Regions from separate parts of the Mus musculus genome. Here region 1 is linked to region 2. A link is a contact called in public HiChIP or PLAC-seq data. All regions are on one chromosome and are shown on one strand. Each heading gives the region's core, a stretch centred on a gene start, on an enhancer-like site or on the middle of the called end of the contact. The rest is flanking DNA. Distances are from core to core; before and after follow the strand shown. Region 1 overlaps Ttc27 (tetratricopeptide repeat domain 27). Region 2 overlaps Slc30a6 (solute carrier family 30 (zinc transporter), member 6).

Region 1 (5,296 bases), core at 2,145-4,644, 420 kb before region 2:
TGGTTCCTCAGAAAATTGGACATAGTATTACCTGAGGACCCAGCTATACCACTCCTGAGCATATACCCAGAAGATGCTCCAACATGTAACAAAGACACATGCTCCACTATGTTCATAGCAGCCTTATTTATAATAGCCAGGAGCTGGAAAGAACCCAGATGTCCCTCAACAGAGGAATGGATACAGAAAATGTGGTACATTTACACAATGGAGTACTACTCAGCTACTAAAAACAATGAATTTATAAAATTCTAAGGCAAATGGATAGAACTAGAAAATATCATCCTGAGTGAGGTAACCCAATTGCAAAAGAAAACACTTAGTATGCACTCACTGATAAGTGGATACTAGTCCCAAAGCTCCAAATAACCAGGATACAATTCACAGATCACATGAAGCTCAAGAAGAAGGAAGACCAAAGTATGGGTTTTTCGGTCCTTCTTAGAAGAACAAAATACTCACAGGAGCAAATATGGAGATAAAGAGTAGAGCAGAGACTAAAGGAAAGGACATGCAGAGATTGTCCCACCTGGGGATTCATCCCATGTACAGTTACCAAACCCAGATACTATTTGGGATGCCAAGAATTACATGCTGAAAGGAGCCTGATCTGGCTGTCACCTGAGAGGCCCTTCGAGAGCCTTACAAATACAGAGGCAGATATTAGCAGCCAACCATTGGACTGAGCACAGGGTCCCTAATAGAGAAGGGACTGAAGGAGTTGAAGGGGTTTGCAACCCCATAGGAAGAACAACAGTATCAACCAACCAGATTGATACTCCCCTCAGAACTCCCAGGGACTAAGCCATCAACAAAGGAGTACACATGGCTCCAGCTGCATATGTAGCAGAGGATGGTCTTGTCATGCATCAGTGGAAAGAGAGGTCCTTGGTCCTATTAAGGCTCGATAGATGACACAGTGTAGGGGAATCAACGGTGGGGAGGTGGGAGTAAGTAAATGGGCAGAAGAAACACCCTCATAGAAGCAGGGGGAGGGAGGATGTGATAGGGTGTTTCCGGGAAGGAGGGAAACTGGGAAAGGGGATAACATGTGAAATGTAAATAAAGAAAATATCCAATAAAAAAAAAAAAAAGACAAATCTGGGTTTTACTTGTTTTCTTGGCTTTGGTTATGATTTATTACAAAGGTTCCATTCTGAAGCCCAAACTGGTATCAAACTCAAACAGCCTCTCAAGTGCCAGGATTGCAGCCTTGTATTAACATAACCAGCAGCAGTGCATTCTATACAAAGTGGGACTTATAATGTAGGAGTCTCTTCCAAGATGGCAGGTAGAAGCAATGAATTTTTACTCATTGGAATGAAGGCTACCTCACTGAATTGCAGGACTAAATTAGGAATACTGCAGATTCCTATATAGGCCTCAGCAGAAAAAAAAAAAAAAACACACACACACACACAAATTAATAAATAAACAAAAAGCAAATATCTTCCCCACAGGTTGATATTAAAAAAAAAAACATATGAAATCAAGATACAAATGGGAAACTTTACTTTTTAATCCACGAGAAAAGATTAGCAAATAATGCAAATAACAGTACCCAAGATATAGCTCGAGGCCACTCTGGTCACATGAAGTGTCTTATTTACTTTTAAGTTTAAAAAATATCCAAGTTTTATATTCAGTATATTAAATTTTTAATAAACATTTAGATATATGAAGTATTAATATGGCTCCTGTATCATTTACCTTTGGTTATTTTTTGCAGTTGTTTTAATAATTTGCATGCAATGAAAATCTCCAGATCAGTTAACTGTTGGCTTGCCTCTCTCAGTACAGGTAACCATCTTGGCCCTGGACTCATACAAAGCTCTCAGCTTTAAACTTCAGGGTCTCCCAGTTGCTATCAGCTGACTCACTACAATGTCTTTATTTTTTCTTTCTCAATGGAGGTCTTTAGAATCTGAAGAACTGTGGACAATGCTTAGCATGTCTTTTACTTTGTTTTTAAATTATTACTTAAATGCCCATTATCAATGATGACTGATGGGGCCAGTGAGATGGCTCAGCAAGTAATAGCATTTATCCCACAAACCAGACAACCTAACCTGAGTTTGATGGCCAGAACCCATGTCAAAAAAAAAAAAAAAAATCCAGCTGTGGGGAAACACATCTAAGGTCTACAAGCCTATTAGACGCACAGCCCGCATAGCCGGGCAGCTTTGTAAGCTAGCCATCTTGATACTCATGACAAGGGATGTACCTAAAGATGAAAGAAAAAACCAATTTCTGCAAGTTGTCTGCTGATCTCCACATGCATGCTAAGTCAGTCACACATGCATGTGTGCTCGAGTACAGGTGTACACGTACACACACACACACTGCGCGAGCACACACGCGGCACACACGCACCAATACAATATATATTAAATAAATGAGTCAAGATGCCTCAAAACTTTCACACAAGTCCTCAAAATACAGCTGAATTCTTTAAGCTCCAAAATTACTACGACTTAGCCCAGAGCTGTCAGGTGGGTAAGAAAGAGCTTAGCTTCATTACCTGCTCTGGTGGCTACACTTTTTATAAGTTTAATAATATTTATTTCTAGATATCCAAAATGAGACTGCTTCAACATGTTAATATATGAACCACTTGAGAAGTTTTATATCCGCCTTCTCCCTGCCAAGTCTTTTAAGTCTGATGTGTAACCAGGACTTGCAGCATTGCCTCTAGGAGACACAGCACTGTCTCCTCCCTTTAAAGTGAATCCACAGCCCTGGCTAAGGGACTACTGAAGTAGAAATTTCTGGTTTCTTTAACAACTCAGTCATGTCACGTGACTTTTTTGGGAAGCTATCTTGTGATATTTTACTGAAAACAAACACTTGAGAGAGCACGTGATGCCTAGAAAGAATATAAATAGAATCCCACAGACAGTGAGAGAGATATGCTCTTGCATTGTTATTTGTGTGACACTTCACTTCTTCACTGGTCTTCTTTAGACTTTGCTTTGTAGAGAGAAATGCATCAAAGAACCTCTTGTGGTATTCTGGCTGATTCTGGCCACTTCTACTGACTCATCCTGATTCAGCTAAGCCTTGCTGTTTATGTTGGACTGAGTCACCACTACTGATTTGTGTTTGGTGTTTGCTACTGAACTGGACTGCTGGTATCCTGACAACAAAGAGTGGAACTGCCTCAATGAACTACTAAACAGGTCTATAATTCTCTTTTGCTATTTTAACCTTCTTTTTTATCCCCTACCTCTGATCAGTGGGCTAGAAGGGAGGTTGAAATATTTAAGAACCCCAACTAAAGTAGGTTTTGAAAAATCTAAGAATACAGGTGGCACTCAACATGGCCTAGGCATAATGGGTAACTCTGCTACTTCTTGTATAGAGGAATAGGCAAGTTTTGATGGCTTAGCAATGTTGTGTAAGGAGGATGGCAAAATAAGAGAAACTGCCACTGGGTTGTTTCCTGCCTTGCTCCTGGAGGGGGTTCTCTGGTTTTGGTTCATAGGTTTCATGCATACCATTTTGAAAAAGATTATGGGGAAAGCTGAAAACTCAGAAGGCTCAGTCAATTCTCTTGGGTTAGAAAGGATTGCACGGTTGGCTATGCACTTAGAGTGTGTGGACAGAGGCTGAAGTGCTTGGAAAGCAAAAAGAGCCAGTGAGAGGAGAACAACACCACTGTTCGGCTTGGTGTCTGAGACAGAAATTTACCACACGATGAGAGAGGGAAGCAAACTAGGCTAGAAGACAACCTTGCCCTGCCCATGCACTTTGACTTATAGGTGCCCAGAGCACCTCCATGAGACAAGGGTTGAGGAAGAGCAAGAGGCACTACAGGGACAGGTTAGTATCCAGACAAGTGCACTGCCAGAGCATGTGCTTGGGGCTGCACAGGTACTTTCAGCTTTCCCAGGCTTTGTACAAATCTGATCTGATGATGTCATAATTGACGATGTTGTGTTGCTGCGTTAAGAGCTTGGGATGTGACTGAGCAGCCAGGGGGACAATCCATCTCATTCACTAAGGTAATACATGGCCCTGGGGAAGCCTTTATTGACTTCTTACAGATCAGGTTCAGCTATAAACAGACCAAATCAGACCCTGAAACCAGAGAGTACATTGACAGAGATCTTGGCATTTGAAAATGCAAATATTAAATGTAAGAGGTCAGTCAGTCCATTGAAAGCACAAGGAGCACCAATACACAAATGGATAAGAGAGACAATTGGTGCTGGCCTTCAGGAGCACCATGCCAATGTTATAGGAACCAAAATGCCCAGTGCTTTGTAATGAATTTGGTCATTTCAAGAAACTGTAAAAATAAAAGATTCAGGTCTCAAAATAGCAAGTGCATTAAGTCTGGAGAATATGGCATTCATAGACAAGAATAAGGAGGTTCTGGCTGCTATGAAACACAAAAGCTTCCAGGGTATTGTAGCCACTGTAGAAAGGGCAAACACTGGTCTAAAGATTGTAGGTCCAAGATATTCATAAGACATAACCTTACAGTTGGGAAACGAACCGAGCGGGCTTTCAGTTTGAGACCCTGGAGCAAACAATAAGAGCCATCTTCCTTTGGTCAGCCAGGAAATACCAAGTGGACAAGAAGATCAAAACTAAGTATTTCTGATCTTATAGATGCAGCTCAGGATCTTGCCAAAGATACATCTCTTACACTACCCCCCAAATTTCAATATTACAGGCTAACCACTGGTGTTTATGATCCTTTACTTTCAGGGATAGTAGGAATCTTGGGAAATTTTATTGTGCACCCAGGTATTATAAGTGGGAATAGCAAGAAAGATAAACAAATTATGATATATATGAAAAAGGAGGTACAAATTAATGCAAGGGATAAAACTGCTCAGCTGTTACTGTTTCCCTACATAAAGGGCAAGGCTACTCCAGTAGAAAGAACAGGGGCTTTTGGAAGTACTGGAAAATGTGTGTTCTGGCAAATAGTGGTTAATGATCAGAGATTCAAATTAATGGTACAAATGAATGGTGCAAATGAATGGTACAAATGAATGGTGTTGAAATACAGGTGGATACATGAGCTAACATTAGTATACTTTCCTAAAAGTCTTAGAATCCAGATTGGCCACTTCAGGTTTACACACAGTTTACAGGATCTGGTAAATTATCACAAATAAGACACAGTGTCCAATGGATTACCTGTGTGGGACGAGAAGGGCAAACAGGGAAGAAAGTCCTTATGTGGCTGACATAGCCGTAAGTTTGTGGGGAAGGGGTCTTTTACAACAATGGGTTACTCAAATTAATATCCCTGCAATTTGGGGACATCAAATGAGGAAAC
Region 2 (4,888 bases), core at 2,303-4,802:
GGCTGCTGAAGCTGGCGTTAAAACCCCAGTGTAAATCACCTAGCATGGTGCTGGACCCCAACTGGGTCACAACTCTGAAGGGAGTGCTGGGCCTCAACTACCAAGCCAGCGCTCTCGCTCCTTCTCTGTGATTTTCAGTATACGACACCACTTACTTTCACCCTTCAGAGTCACTCTGCAGCGTCCGTCAGCGTGCGTGCATCCCCAGGACGTGCCTGGATATTCACCCGCCTTTCTGCTGTTAGACCAGTGGCTCTTGCCACTTGTGTTGTCTAGTTCTATGATTTTTCTTTCTTTTTTGTTCTTTTGAGACAGGGTTTCCCTGTGTAGCCCTGGCTGTCCTGTAACTCGCTCTGTAGACAAGGCTGGCCTGGAACTTAGAGATCCTCCTGCCTCTTGACTCCTGACCTCTGGGATTAAAGGCTTTTATAGGATACATTTACTAATTTCAATAATTACTTTCCTTTAAGTAAAGGAAGCTTAACAGATTCAGGACAAGAAATCTTTGCTTAGTGTCTTCAGAATTTAAAGGATATTTAAAAGAACTTACCTAAAGAGATCAAAGATGGTGAGGTAAGTATAGGCAGTTAATGCTGCAAAAGAGCAGAAAGACTCATTAGAACCCTGCCTAACCCAGCCTCTATCATTACTTGTAAGTATGCATGTGTGGCCCGAGTGAGTGTATAAGCAATATGTACACGCAGGAGCCTGAGAGAGGGTGTTGATCGTCTGGAAACAGCTACAGATGACTGACAGAGGTGCTGAGAATTGAACTCAGGTCTTCTGTGAGACTGATAAGCATTTTTAAAAAAAAGATTTATTTATTTTATTTATATGAGGTCAGTGTAACTGATCTTCAGACACACACCAGAGGAGAGCATCAGATCCCATTACAGGTGGTTGTGAGCCACCATGTGGTTGCTGGGGATTTGAACTCAGGACCTCTAGAATAGCAGTCAGAGCTCTTAACCACTGAGCCATCTCTCCAGCCCCTGTCTTAGGGTTACTATTGCTGTGATAAAACACCACGACCAAAAGCAGCTTGGGAAGGAAGGGGTTTACTAGGCTTACACATCCTAAGTCGCAGTCTACTGAAGGAAGGCAGGGCAGAAACCTGGAGCCAGGAGCTGATGTATAGGCCATGGAGGGGCTGAGTACTGGGTTGTTATTATGGCTTATTCAACCTACCTCATAGCTTGCCTGCCTACCTGTCTGCCTGCTTGCCTGACTTCCGTCTTTTTTCTTTCTTTCTTTCTTTCTGGTTTGGTTTTTTTTGTTTGTTTGTTTGTTTTGTTTTGTTTTTGAGATAGGGTTTCTCTGAACTCTTTATGTAGACCAGGCTGGCATCCAATTCAGAAATCTGTCTCTCTCTGCCTCCCTTTCCTTTATATATATTATGTGCTTTTCTGGAATGTGTGTAGCTTAAATGATTTAAATAATATTTCTCTTTTTCTGGTTTGTTTGGGATCAAAGGTGTACACAACTATACCTGCCTCAGAAAGTACTGTGCCTGCAGGCCAGAAGAGGGCACTGGATCCCATTACAGATGGTTGTGAGCCACCATGTGGTTGCTGGGAATCGAACTTAGGACCTCTGGAAGAGCATCCAGTGCTCTTAGTCTCTGAGCCATCTCTCCAGCCTCTCAAAAAAGTATTTTCAAGAGGAGGCCAGCAGCAGTGGGTAGGGGTACTTACTACTACGTCTGACATCCTGAGGATTCCGGGAACCCACATGGTGAAAGAAAAGAACTCATCCCAGGGCCACCAGGCCATGGTGGCGCCATCCACAGTGGGCTGCGCCCTCTCCCACTGATTCCTAATTGAGAAAATAGCCTACTGGCTTGCCTATGGCCCAGTTCTATGGAGGCATTTTCTTTTGTTTTTTTGTTTTTGTTCTTGTTTTGTTTTCTGAGATAAGGTTTCTCTGTATAGCCCTGGCTGTCCTGGAACTCACTCTGTAGACCAGGCTGGCCTCGAACTCAGAAATCCACCTGCCTCTACCTCCCAAGCGCAGGGATTAAAGGCATGCACCACCACCGCCGGCTGGAGGCATTTTCTTAATTGAGCTTCCCTCCTCTCGGATGACTACAGCTCGTGTCAAGCTGACATAAAGTTAGCCAGCACATACATCTTTATTTAAATCAAAATCAAAGGTGAAGCTGGCCTGAGAGCAACCACAGGGCAACATACCGATGCTGTTGGTGGAGCTGCACCACATGAGCAGGAAGCCAGTGCACAGCACGTTGATTGCACCGAACAGAAGGATCTTCCAGGACTGCGGGAGGGAAAACCATGCTCATTCAGACAGTGTTGACAGAGATCGCCTGCCTCATCCACACCGATAATATAATAGACACACAGCAGACAAATGCGACTCCTTCTAAAAACTGTGGCACGTTTTCTACATCTAACCAAATCATCATCAATCGAGTTCCCTCAGTCAAGCAGGAGGGTCACTTGTGGTAGCCGAGGCAGCATAGCAAACCCTGTCAGAAACAACCCAACCATTTTAAAGGATGTACATTTTAAAACAACTCTCTGAACAAAGCTATTTACTCAATGAGTATCAATGCCAGGCTTTATTTAGGCCTGAGAATAAAGCGGAGAACAAAACATGGACTTACCATGTAGGCAGACTGACAGTAAACAAGTATTTAGGTTAATGGTAACAAGTACTAGGAAGCAAATAAAAAGTGGGTCAAGGAGCCGGGCAGTGGTGGCGCACGCCTTTGATCCCAGCACTTAGGAGGCAGAAGCAAGCGGATCTCTGTGAGTTCGAGGCCATCCTGGTCTCCACAGTGAGTTCCAAAGACAGTTAAGGCTACACAGAGAGACCCTGGGGAGTGGCTAAGGAAACAATGACAGAAGGTGGTTTGGAGAGGGTTCTTTTCAGACTGGCTCATCAGAAAAGACTCGTAGCAATGTGAAAGGCCACAGACTCTAGCATGAGAATAATTGGAAAGAAAACAGTAGCCAGAGAGCTAGGGCCCCAAGTGACAAAGCCCCTGGTAAGGACAGCAGAGAAGAGTGGAAGAGAGGGAGTCTGAGCAGTAGCACGAGACGTCCCGAATGCCAGGAAACATTAGCTGGGGCCTGCCTTACATTTTCCTGGGCATGGTGGGGTACGCCCGTGATGCCAACACTTAGGATGCAGAGATAAGAGGATGGCAGCTGAAGGCCAGCAAGGGCTACACAGTAAGTCTGAGGCTAGCCTAAGCTATGTGGTGAGAGTTTCTCTCAACCCCTCCCTGCCTACAGAAAGCAAAGATCATTCGGGTTCCTGTGGGGCTTGAAAGTGGTAGGAGGGAGCGCTAAAGGTAAGGCTTTGCACGACTGCATTAAAGATAGTCAGCGTGTTTGTTGAGCACACTCATGTGAGGATCAAGGGACTAAACCAGAATGGAAAAGATTTACAATTTTTCAGACTTGACCATCTGGAAAAGTATCTAGTTAATACGCAAGTGACCGAAGATCAAGGTTCAGCCTTGACCATACTATGACTGAAATGCCTATTAGTCATCCATGAGACGTGGAGGAGGCCAAATTCCATAAAGGAAGCAGAGGTGGGAGGGGTTAGGGCTTGAGACTTAAATACACAGTCACCAACACACAGTGTAATGAAAACCAGGAGAGCAGATAGCACTCCTACAGGGAAGGGGCTCACACTTCACAGAGCAGAGGGAAGGAGCTGGAACTCACATGGTGGGAAGAGAACCAATTCCCAAGTTGTGCTCTGACCTCCACATATGTACTGTAGTTCACACACACACACACACACACACACACACACACACACACACACATCATCTAGAAATCTAGAAATGTGGGAAACTGAATGAACTATAGAACTTGAACAAGAGGAGCGCCCGTGGCTTGTCATCAATTGACAGTGAGATAAGTCAGCAGGGTTGGATTTCCTTGGTTAGACTCAGTAGCTCAGGGACAGGGACAGGGAAGGGTGACTGAGAACGTAAAGAGGGTTAAGAACTTTCCAGAAGGAAGGGGCACAAAGTACTTAAAGATAGAAAGTGATGACTTGTTTTTACTTTGCCTGCGCCTAGTGTAGCTGGTGCTTGCGGAGGCCAGAAAGAGCACCAGATCCTCTGGCCTGAGTTCCAGACAGATGTGAGCTTCTGTGTGGGTGTTGGGAACTGAAGGTGTGTCCTCAGCAAGGGCATCTCCTGCTCTTAACCAGAGTCACATCTCCAGCCCCTCGATCCTCAGCTCAGTGTATAAGGTGGCTTTGCAATAACTCAAGCCAAGGTTGAAGAAGGACTTACCCTCCGGTCAGCTGCGACAAGTCTAAATTCCTGTAGTAACTTTCCAAAAAAAGATCTCTGTGGCTTTCGAAAGAGATGAATCGTCCCCTTTAAGACAAACATAAAAATACAAATCAGCCTTAAATATCTAATAATCTTTAATGCTCTTGCGATTTGAGAGTACCAACAACTACCTTATCAAGGGTTCCACACAGCAAGTACCCTACACAAGTTAAAGGCACTTACTGATTTAATAGGCAAATAGCCATATGAGAAGCAAGTCATTTTTGATAAGATGTTCAACATCTCAAAGCTAGCCAACAGATAATTAGGAAGTCAGATGTAGGCATTTTTAGCTCTGGATCCCCTCCCTCCCAAAATATTATATTTTACTTAACAAAGCTAAGTAACTATACCGGTAAACCCCGCTATGCTCTCTTTTAGGCATTTAGGCAAAGAATCTGGGGGAATCGCCATGATCACTGTAACCTACAACAGTGCAGGGCCAGTGTGATTATTAGTAGCTTCTGTTTACACTCATAAAGACATACCTTTCCTTGCACTGAAAATACACTATGCTCTTATGAAGTTTTCTGGGCCAGGTTTCCAAAATAAAATATTATAGCTATG

What was found. HiChIP or PLAC-seq counts read pairs in DNA pulled down with a chosen protein or histone mark.
Region 1: a contact with region 2 is called in an HNF4G HiChIP or PLAC-seq map of pancreatic cancer cells. The contact joins two enhancer-like sites. A contact is called at or near these places in 1 of 115 datasets of contacts at active chromatin or transcription factors (pancreatic cancer cells) and 1 of 9 other capture datasets (pancreatic islet).

Annotation. Positions count from the first base shown.
Region 1 is chr17:74,817,544-74,822,839 of GRCm38.p6, reverse strand. All of the region lies in intron 13 of Ttc27 (tetratricopeptide repeat domain 27), which reads right to left. Among named protein-coding and RNA genes, the nearest start is that of Ttc27, 100 kb to the right of the region's middle. Within about 2 kb of position 3,394, at least 48 of the 459 cell types and tissues checked have an H3K27ac peak or open chromatin away from gene starts, as enhancers often do. A contact at or near this core is called in pancreatic cancer cells, where this site is marked.
Region 2 is chr17:74,401,390-74,406,277 of GRCm38.p6, reverse strand. Slc30a6 (solute carrier family 30 (zinc transporter), member 6) reads right to left here. Exons shown (of 14, transcript NM_144798.6): 2 at 4,280-4,366; 3 at 2,190-2,274; 4 at 551-593. Among named protein-coding and RNA genes, the nearest start is that of Slc30a6, 8.2 kb to the right of the region's middle. Within about 2 kb of position 3,552, at least 34 of the 459 cell types and tissues checked have an H3K27ac peak or open chromatin away from gene starts, as enhancers often do. A contact at or near this core is called in pancreatic cancer cells, where this site is marked.